Linked DNA regions of Rattus norvegicus: region 2 is linked to region 1. The links are chromatin contacts, called in public Hi-C maps. All regions are on one chromosome and are shown on one strand. The core of a region is the stretch at or near the end of the contact, and the rest is flanking DNA. Distances in the headings are between cores, read along the strand shown.

What was found. A called contact is a pair of places that touch in the nucleus more often than the background predicts.
Region 2: a contact with region 1 is called in a Hi-C map of liver, with 4 times the contacts expected there. The contact joins the promoter of Phf23 here to the promoter of Polr2a in region 1. A contact is called at or near these places in 1 of 12 Hi-C or Micro-C datasets (liver) and 1 of 1 datasets of contacts at active chromatin or transcription factors (oligodendrocytes).

Annotation. Positions count from the first base shown.
Region 1 is chr10:54,974,368-54,979,198 of GRCr8, forward strand. Polr2a (RNA polymerase II subunit A) reads right to left here and starts at 2,812. Exons shown (of 29, transcript NM_001427041.1): 1 at 2,313-2,812. The coding sequence starts at 2,405. Slc35g3 (solute carrier family 35, member G3) reads right to left here. Exons shown (of 2, transcript NM_001127658.1): 2 at 4,095-4,831. The coding sequence ends at 4,362.
Region 2 is chr10:55,216,099-55,220,454 of GRCr8, forward strand. It overlaps Phf23 (PHD finger protein 23), which reads left to right and starts at 1,253. Exons shown (of 5, transcript NM_001399559.1): 1 at 1,253-1,457; 2 at 3,008-3,039; 3 at 3,150-3,242; 4 at 3,684-4,356. The coding sequence starts at 1,424. Gabarap (GABA type A receptor-associated protein) reads left to right here. Exons shown (of 4, transcript NM_172036.4): 4 at 1-689.

The DNA.
Region 1 (4,831 bases), core at 1,562-4,061:
CAATGCCCTCTTTTGACTCTCAGGCATTGGGCACACATATGGTGTACATGCATGCTGGCAAAAACACAATATTGATAAGATAAGTAAATCCTGTAGTAAAGGTAAAAGTAAAGGCTGGCCCGGGAGTGGTGGAAACTCTTGGTAGGCAGATCTCTGTGACTTTGAGGGTAGTCTAGTCCAAAGCATGTTCCAGGACTATACAGGGAAACCATCTCAATTTAAAAAATAAAAAATTCTTGGTATAGTGTTGGGTCAAGAGATGCATATATTAAAGACTGAATGACCTCCAAAAAACTTAACAATTTATTCTATCAATAATGCATGACGACGCCCATTTTCTCATCTTTGCTATCAGATTAAGAAACATTTTACTTGTTTCTAGGAAACCTTTTTGTAAAGTTGAGGACTGAAGGGAGAACCTTAGTGCCCCTCACTGAGCCATTCCCCAACCCTTAGGAAGCCAACTGATGGATACTTGCCCCACTGCTGTCAACTCACACTCACATCCCTTACTCAGTTTTCTATACCACACAATTCCTTTTCTTTGTTTGTTGTTTTAGACAGAATCTCACTATGTAACCTGGGCTGGCCTGGAACTCAGAGATTCCCTCTCTTCTAGAGTGCTGGAATTAAAGGTGTGCACCACCATACATGGCCCTAATTCCTTTTTGTGTATTCTGTTCTTTGCCTACATTGTATGTCTGCGCACCAAGTGCATATAGTGTCCAGAGGGGTTAGAACATGTCAGATCCCCTAGAACTGGAGTTACAAATGGTTGTGAGCTGTCACTGGGTTTTGGAAATTGAACCTGGGATCTCTACAAGAGAAAAATGTGCTCTTAATTGCTGAGCCCTATAAATCTTTTTTTTTAATTTGTGAAAGGAAAACAAACAAACAAACAAACAAACAAAAAAATAAAATCTAGCCAAGCCAGGTGTGGTGGTACATGCTTATGCTCTCAGAACTCAGAAAGGTAAGGTAGAAGAATCACCATTTCCAGGGCAGCCTGAACTGAACAGGAAGATTGTTTCAAAATACCAAGAGCTTCAAATACATGTAGCCAAGTGGTCAGAGCACTTGCCTAGCATGCATACACACACACACACGAGGCTGACTTTCAGTTCCAGCAAAAACTGAAAAATTCAGCCTGGTCTATGAGCTTCAGGACAGCCAGAACCATAGAGACCCATTTCAAAAACAAAACAAAAACAAACAAAAACCAACAAGCAAAACCCTGAAAAATCAAACCTTGTCCATCACAGTACAAATTGTCTCCCAATTTACGTATTTTAGCTGTTAATAGAGCCTTTGATAGAGAAGTGGCTCTTGTCTGCCTTACTCTTTCAGTACAATGCTTAGCTTATTGTAGGTCACCAGAAAATTTACCTTTATTCATTAATGTTTGTCCTGTTTTCAGTTCCACTCTATTTTCTCCTGTCCAGAAGTCCAAGTCTCCAGAAGCTTTCCCTATTCTCACCCACTTGACATCAGCTCTTTACAGAGCTACTGTACATGCATGTGTATAAAAACTGCCATGCTTATAACTACCCAGTGGTTTCCTACTGAAAATAGAAACCCTGACTCTTTACAATGTCCTGTGCTTTTTCAGGGTACTCTCCTCACCCACTAACCCCTTTCCCAACATTGGCTTTTCAGTCTCAGAATATAAGTTTATTTCTCTCTCAGTTCCATTAACATTTGTTTCCTCCACCTAAAAAAGAAAGCATGTATCCCCGGAATCTATGGCTTCAATGACTGTTATACTCTTCATTACTTGGGTAATGTCACCTCCCCAGGCATGTTTTCTAAACCTGACACCATTCAATTTCAGAGACTTTATACAGCATTACCTCGTTTTGCTTTTATTTTCTCGTTTTGCTTTAATTTAGGAACTTAACTGAATTTATTTTTGCTCATTCTTTTTGTTTTTGTGCTGTCTTCTCTGCTATTTTTACCACATACAGTGTTTTAGAAGGTCGAGTTCTTGTTATATTGTGCAGCTGTGTTCCCGGTGCCCGATTGTCACATAACACGGTGCTCAATATTTGTAAAAGGAGAAGAACTTGAGAATCCATTTACTGTACAAATTTCAACTCTTGTCTCGTTGAACCGTAGCGATGCTCAAGTACGAAATCATCTTCTCTGCCCAGCCAAACACTCATCACAGACATATAACATCACGCTGGTCTAGGTCTTGACATAATTAACTTTGGGAAGCTGAAGGCTGGACCCCGCACAACATCAGCGTCACTGACCCATCCTCCCAGAGGATCAGCCAGAGGCATCGGAGAGAGAAGGGCGGAGCAGCTTACCAACTCATCCGGACTCAGGACGCCGAACTGCACTCTCTTGATGGTGCGCAGCGGGCATGCGCTGTCCCCGGAGGGAGGGCCACCCCCGTGCATGGCGAGGCAGACGCGCTGCGCAGGCGCAAATCTCGCTACAAAAAGCCTGCGCCACCGCCGCCTAAGTGCTCAGAACCCGTCCGGGCGGCCTCCAGGAAAGACCTCCCAGAATAAGAAGAGAAAGGCCGGAGGAGGGAAAGGTGGGGGAGGGGAGGAAGGAGGAAGGCGGAGAAACGAAAAGGGCCGAAAGAAAGCCTTCTTTCCCTTTCCGGAGATTCGTCGACTCCCAAAAAGGAAACAAAAGAAGGGAGGAAAGGAAGAGGTTGTGGGAGGGAGGAAGAAGAAAAGGGGTAACGAATAAATAAGTAACCGGGATCCTGAACGGCAGAGGTTACGGCAGTTTGTCTCTCCCCCTTCCGGGAGCCACCTTCTTCTCCAACCGTCCCGGTCGCGCTCTCGGCGCTTCTGAGGAGAGAACTGGCTGAATGACGCCCTTTATAGATTCGCCCTTGTGTCCCGCCCCTTCCTTTCCCGCCCTCCCTTGCGCTACGGGGCCGCCCGCACCGGCCTACATGGAGCGCGCGCGCCAGAGATGTTGACGCCAGGGCTCCGGCTCCCTGGTTGGGTGTTCTTTCTGACGCGACAGGAGGAGGAGAATGTTTCTGAGCCTGCCGCCCCCCTCGCCGACTTCCCGTACACTCAAGCTGACGGATTACAGAATGGAGGATAAAGTTAAGCCATCTTTACTCAGCTTTGGCGTCCATGCTCATTTTCAGCTAAAGTCTCTCATTAATTTCCCCCCCCAACCCGGAAAATGGTTTGTTCTACGCATCGGTAAAGAAGGCGGGGCCTGTCGGGTTCTCCGGAGCTTGTTCCGGGGGAGGGTTGGAGGGAGGGGCCGCACGGCCCTCGCTCATGAATATTCAGGATCCTCTGAATATGCATAAGCAGACAAGATGGCGCGTCCAATCAATTGGAAGTAGCCGATATTTGTGGAGAGGCCTCCCAGGGTGATGGGGCACCGCCAGTCCTCTAATAGAGAGCTTTACGGAACCTTGGCGCTAGATATCCCGCCCAAGCCTTTCCTGAGCCAGGAGGCCTATTATGAAAGTAGGATGGCTTCAACTCGGAGCAGCAGATCACGCGACCGCGACAATCTGAGAAAAGCAGATTAGCGGTGGGGCAGAATACGAATGTCTTGGGGAATTTGGGGTCAAGGAATGTGAACTTTTAGGAAATCCTACACCTTCCAGACTACTTCAGAAATGAGGTGGTGGCTGAGTGTTTCAAGGGATTCTCCAATAAGAGCGTGTTTCCACCCTTTCCAAAGCAAAGCACTGTACAGCCAACCACAGTGACTCATGCTTGATGTCAATGTTACGTCACCACTTGGACAGGGAGCACCACCACTGAGGACAGGGAGCATCACCACAGAGGAAAGCAAAATACCGCCAAAGGGAAAAGACATTCCCCTCCCCCAGTGCTGGCTGTTTGCCTGACAAACTGCATTCTTCATTCTTCATCTCCAGTGCTCTTCTCTTTCCTGCCTGTGGGATTAATCCCCATAGCCCACTACCAGGCTTCCTTAGTCCTTTGGATCTGAGACATCACTGCTTAATTATAACCTTATTCTCTGTAACCAGCCCAAATTCCATACTCTGGTTCCTGTACTTGCTTCCCGTCTTCCCTCTCCACCTAGCCCCGAGTCACCCTCCTAGGGCATTCCTCTCCACACCATTTTGTTTTTTGTTTTTTTTTTTTTTTTAATATTTTTTATTCTGTGTGTAAGCATGCCACAGCGCATGTATAGAGAGGATAATCTAATCTGTAGAAGTCGGTTCTCTCCATCTACCTACCATGTGAGAGCAAGCTTGGTAGCACTAGCCTTTACCTGCTGAGCCTTCTCACTGGTCCTCCACACCAGTTCTTTGCCAGGCATTTGTTCTTCCATGGTTTTTATTCCTGTCTCTCCTATTTACCCCTGTCCCACCCTCCCCCAGGCTCTCAAGTTTGATTTCACTCCTCCACTTGCCCTTCCTTATCACAACTGAAGTTCTGGGCAGTAATGATGGCAATGCTGCCCAACACAACCCCTGCTCCCATGATGTCAGAAGGTGCCACAGTCTCATAGAGCACGTAATACTGCAGCATCAGGGCTACCACGACCTCAGAGTGCAGGACAGCACATACCAGGGCAGGGTGGGCCTTGGTGACTGCATAGCTTACACATACAAAGGAAACCAACGCAAGGAGCCCCACTGCCACCATACAGCTCCAGCTCAGAGTGTCTTGTGGTAGCACGGGGGTCTGTAGCACAAAGAGGCCTGGTACAGAGACTATTAGCCCCACCAGGCCAAATAGGAAGGCCACAGTTGGTAGGCAGGAGGGGAAGTGTAGAGAACGGTAAACCTGCAGCCCCAGCGACAGAGCCAGACCTCCCAGGAAAGCCAGTACATAGCCCAGGGCTGTGTAGAGGCCAGTAGTCC
Region 2 (4,356 bases), core at 3-2,502, 240 kb after region 1:
TCCAGTTCCTCCTTCAGGCTCAAACACCATCTCCTTTCTTCAGGACCTGCACTTAATGTTTGAGGCTGTCTCTCCAGTCCCTCTGAGCAGGAGGGGTAATGGTAGATGCAGCCGCTGTACATCTCTCTTTCCCCTTGTTTACCCTCCATTCCCACTCTGCTTTAGACTTCTGGATTGTCGATCTCTGTCACATCGGATGATTGTTTTGGTTTCTATTCCCTTTCTAACTGCCCACTGGGCTCAGAACCCCAATAAACCCTTCCTTTCACTACCTTCTTTTTGGGGGGTAGATGGAAGGGGTTGACATTGGGTGGGGGAGGTAGGAGGCACATCAATAAAGAGGAAACCACCGAGCTGAATTGAATTTGCCCTGTGTCATTCTACCTCCTGGCTTTTTGTTTCAAGTGTTGTGAACTTCAGTGGTGGGAAAGGAGGATTGAGGTATAGATCAGAGAACTAGGAAGGCATTGATGATGTTGGTCTTTCCTCCTTTTTTGATGAGTGGAATAATGTAAGCATTCTCTCATGAAACTTTAATTGTATTTATGTATTTGTGATGTAAACAAAGAGGTGGAGGTTGGTAGTGTGGGGTGGTATGGAGAAAGTTTGAAAGAACTATTTTTTGGTAAACATGTCCAAATGTTACTTCCCATTAAAGAAGATATGTTCCTGTTTGGGAGGTGGTAAAAGGACTGTCTTTAACTGGTTGTCACTGGCAGAGGTTGTGCCAGTGTATGGGATTCTGTAAAGTATAATTTGAGAGAGGGCAAATACTAGAAGGTGCCATTATCACTAGGAGAACTTCATCTCCCAACATCCATTTCTCCTGGCCGGAAGTGGGGCGGTTCCCTGTTGGTGGTAAAAAGGTACAAAGTGAGGCAGTATGGTGGCCGAGAGTTATAATCCCTTCTTCGTCCACTTTCTTGGTCCCGCCCAGCCTACACTTCCCGGGAGTCAGTGCGCACTCTTCCGCTCTCACCCCCCCTCAGCTTCGTATCTCCCCGCCACTCCCCTGGTGGTGGTGGTGGTGGTGGTGGGGAAGTTGCTTATTGCGCCTGCGCCAATCCGTGGCTTACTGGGAACTGAAGTTCCGGAGGATCTTGCATGCCCCTTTCCGCTGCCCCTGCACAGACTACAAATCCCTTGGTGCACTGCGCGACAGAGCCGGCAGGGAGGGGGAGAAGGGAGGGAGGAGAGAGGAGGAGGAGGGAGCAGGCGGCCGGCGGTGCGGGGGGAGGGGGCCCGGTCCGGGAGTGCGGGAGGCAGTGGTAGAGGGAGGAGGCGGTAGCGGACTGGAGTCTCAACCGCGCCAAGGCGGACACTTCGGTGGAGCGAGGCAGTAGAAACACGGAGCACCCAAGGCAGCACCGGGAATCCCGGCTTAGAGGAGGGGGTCGCCGGACCGAGTGAAGGGGAGGGGGCGATGCTGGAAGCCATGGCGGAGCCCAGTCCCGAAGGTAAGCTCTCCATAGGCACAGAGGACAGGGAGCGGGTGAGGATTCAATGGGCAAAGTTGGAGGTCGAGCCCCGGCACCCAGCAGAGGAGTGCGGGAAAAGGGGTCGGGGCCCTGGCTCTTGAGGTGGAAGGGCGATGAGTTGCGATACCTTGGAGAAAGAGGAGTGGGAGACTGGGTCGGGATAGTTAGACATCAGGCACGGTGTGGATAGTGGTGGTGGGGTGTCTAGGGATAGGCGCTGGAGACCTAGCTTCGGGGACTAAGGGCTGAAAGGCCTCGCTCGGACTGGTTGGCGCTCCGAGACAGAGAGGCTGAGGGAATCTGGTTGCCGGAGAGTAGTTGAGGGAGCACGAAGAGGATTGAGTGAGGGGCCCGGTAGTTGGCCGAGGTGGGGGAGTTTGTGACGGTGTCGCTTGAGCACCTAGTAGTTGCCGCCAGAGATAGCTTGGTGATTGTTGGAGGGGTGGGCAGGTAGTTGTGGAGTGAAGAGAGGGTCTGGGTATTGTCTCCGGTAGAGAGCTCGATACTGAGGGGTAGTTGTGGGGCCAGATAACTGGGAAGCGAGGCTAGCCCGGTACTTGTAGGGGCGGCCGGGCGAGGGGGGGGGGTTAAGACCGGCAACTTGCGCGGGTGGGGGGGTTGGTCGGCTAGGGCAAGAGCTTGCGAGTTGTGGAGTGTATTGGGGGGCAGCGGCGGCGACAGGGGGCCTTCTGTGGAGTGGCTGGATGGTGACCGGGGGCTAGAGTTTAGGGGTCCGTAGCCTAAGGGACTCGCTGAGTACGGGGGCAGGAGGGGGGCGGCCGGAGAAGCTCGGAACTGGGCCCGGGGGCCCGGCGGGGAGCCCGAAGAGCTCGAGACGGGGAGGGAGGGGCTAAAGCCCCGGATGGGGGCGGAGGGACAGCGAAATTGTGGGGAGCGCGGCCGCGGGGTGGGGTGGGGGGGCAGGAGGGGCTGTGTCCGGGCTGCAGCTCTTTGCCTGTCCCGGACGCGAAGTAGTGTCGGGAGTGTGAGCCTGTGTGTGTGTTTTGGGTGGGGGTGAGGGGCGCGCCCGGCCTCGTGTTCGAGTAGAAGCGGCCGGAGGGCGGGGAGCAGTTCAGCGTGGTCATCCTGGACCCTGGGGGCGGGCAGGCGGCGTGTGCGGTCTTGGAGGGCCCAGGGCAGTGGAGCGCGGCCGGCTAGGAACTCTGGGCTCCGGGCGCGTGTGAAGGACGGGGGCGGGCGGTGGCCTGGTCTCGCCCCGGGAGCGGTATGGCGGGGTGGGGCGCCAAGAGAGCCGAGTTGACTGGAGAGGCTGGGAGGGGGCGGGGCGCCGGGCCTCTGGTTGGGGGAAGGGGAGCGCTATAGCGAGGCCCGGGAGGGCGCCGCGCCCAGGCTCCGCCCCTCGGGGCGGAAGGGGGAGCAGGGGCGGGTCCGGCACAGCTGGGGGCTGGCTGGCCTGGCCAGGCGACCTAACAGTGGATGGGATTAGGTCGGGAACTCCAAGGTTTAGAGGTAGGATTTTACACAGACTCTTTTCTAGTGCCTTGACTCAGCTTTTATTGATTTCACAGATCCGCCTCCGACTCTTAAGCCCGAGACTCAGGTGAGCTGTCCCATACCGGTACACTGCCTATTTAGGGGCTGTGGTTTTGGGAGTGCTCCTTTAACAGTCGTGCCTGACTTCCGTGTGATCATATGTGTCTTTCCTTTTAGCCACCGGAGAAGCGGCGGAGAACAATTGAGGATTTCAACAAATTCTGCAGTTTTGTCTTGGCCTATGCTGGTTACATCCCCCCTAGCAAAGGGGTAAGGAACAGGAATGTAGCTGACTTGGGTCAGAGTGAATTACTTTATAGGAAGACCCTACTGTAATATGTGAGACTAAGAAAACTAGAGGCCCTTAGGGCTGTGGTGGGAAAGCTGGTTTGGAGGGATGGAATAACCGCAGTAGTGCTTTGAACTGCAGTAACAAAGATTCGGAGTGTTGGTTAAGATTTTTTAATGGTTTTGAGTGGCTGTTAACTAAGTGTTTCCAGGTAAGTTGGAGGGAGATGAGTGTCCTAGCAAATGAGATACCGAAACACAGTTATCCTGTACAGCTGTGGCCTCGGGGGAAGATACGGTTAGAGCAGCACATGTCAGGTTTGGGGTCGGGAAACTTCTAGTTCCTGGTTTTTGTGCTGGATATGTGGCAGGGCTGAGCTGTCACTAGACTCCGGCTGACCCTAGTCTCTTCCTCCTTTTAAGGAAAGCGATTGGCCAGCTTCTGGCTCTAGCTCTCCATTACGAGGTGAGAGTGCAGCAGACAGTGATGGCTGGGACTCAGCCCCGTCGGACCTTCGAACTATCCAGACTTTTGTTAAGAAAGCAAAATCATCAAAGAGAAGGGCAGCTCAAGCAGGTCCTACCCAGCCAGGACCCCCAAGGTCCACTTTTTCTCGTCTGCAGGCCCCTGATAGTGCTACTCTGCTTGAGAAGATGAAGCTCAAGGACTCTCTGTTTGATCTGGATGGGCCCAAAGTGGCATCTCCACTGTCTCCCACATCGTTGACCTCCCGGCCTCCTGCTGCTCTCACCCCAGTGCCACTGTCCCAGGGGGACCTCTCCCAGCCTCGAAAGAAGGACCGAAAGAATAGAAAGTTGGGACCAGGAGGTGGGGCTGGCTTTGGGGTGCTTCGGAGACCTCGGCCAGCTCCTGGGGATGGGGAAAAACGGTCTCGAATCAAGAAGAGCAAGAAGCGGAAGTTGAAAAAGGCCGACCGGGGGGATAGACTCCCACCTCCTGGCCCTCCTAGGGCTCCTCCCAGTGATACAGACTCTGAAGAGGAGGAGGAAGAGGAAGAAGAGGAAGACGATGAGGAAGAGACGACAGTGGTGGGTGGTGGTGGAGTTCCAGCCCCTGTGCTCCCAACACCCCCTG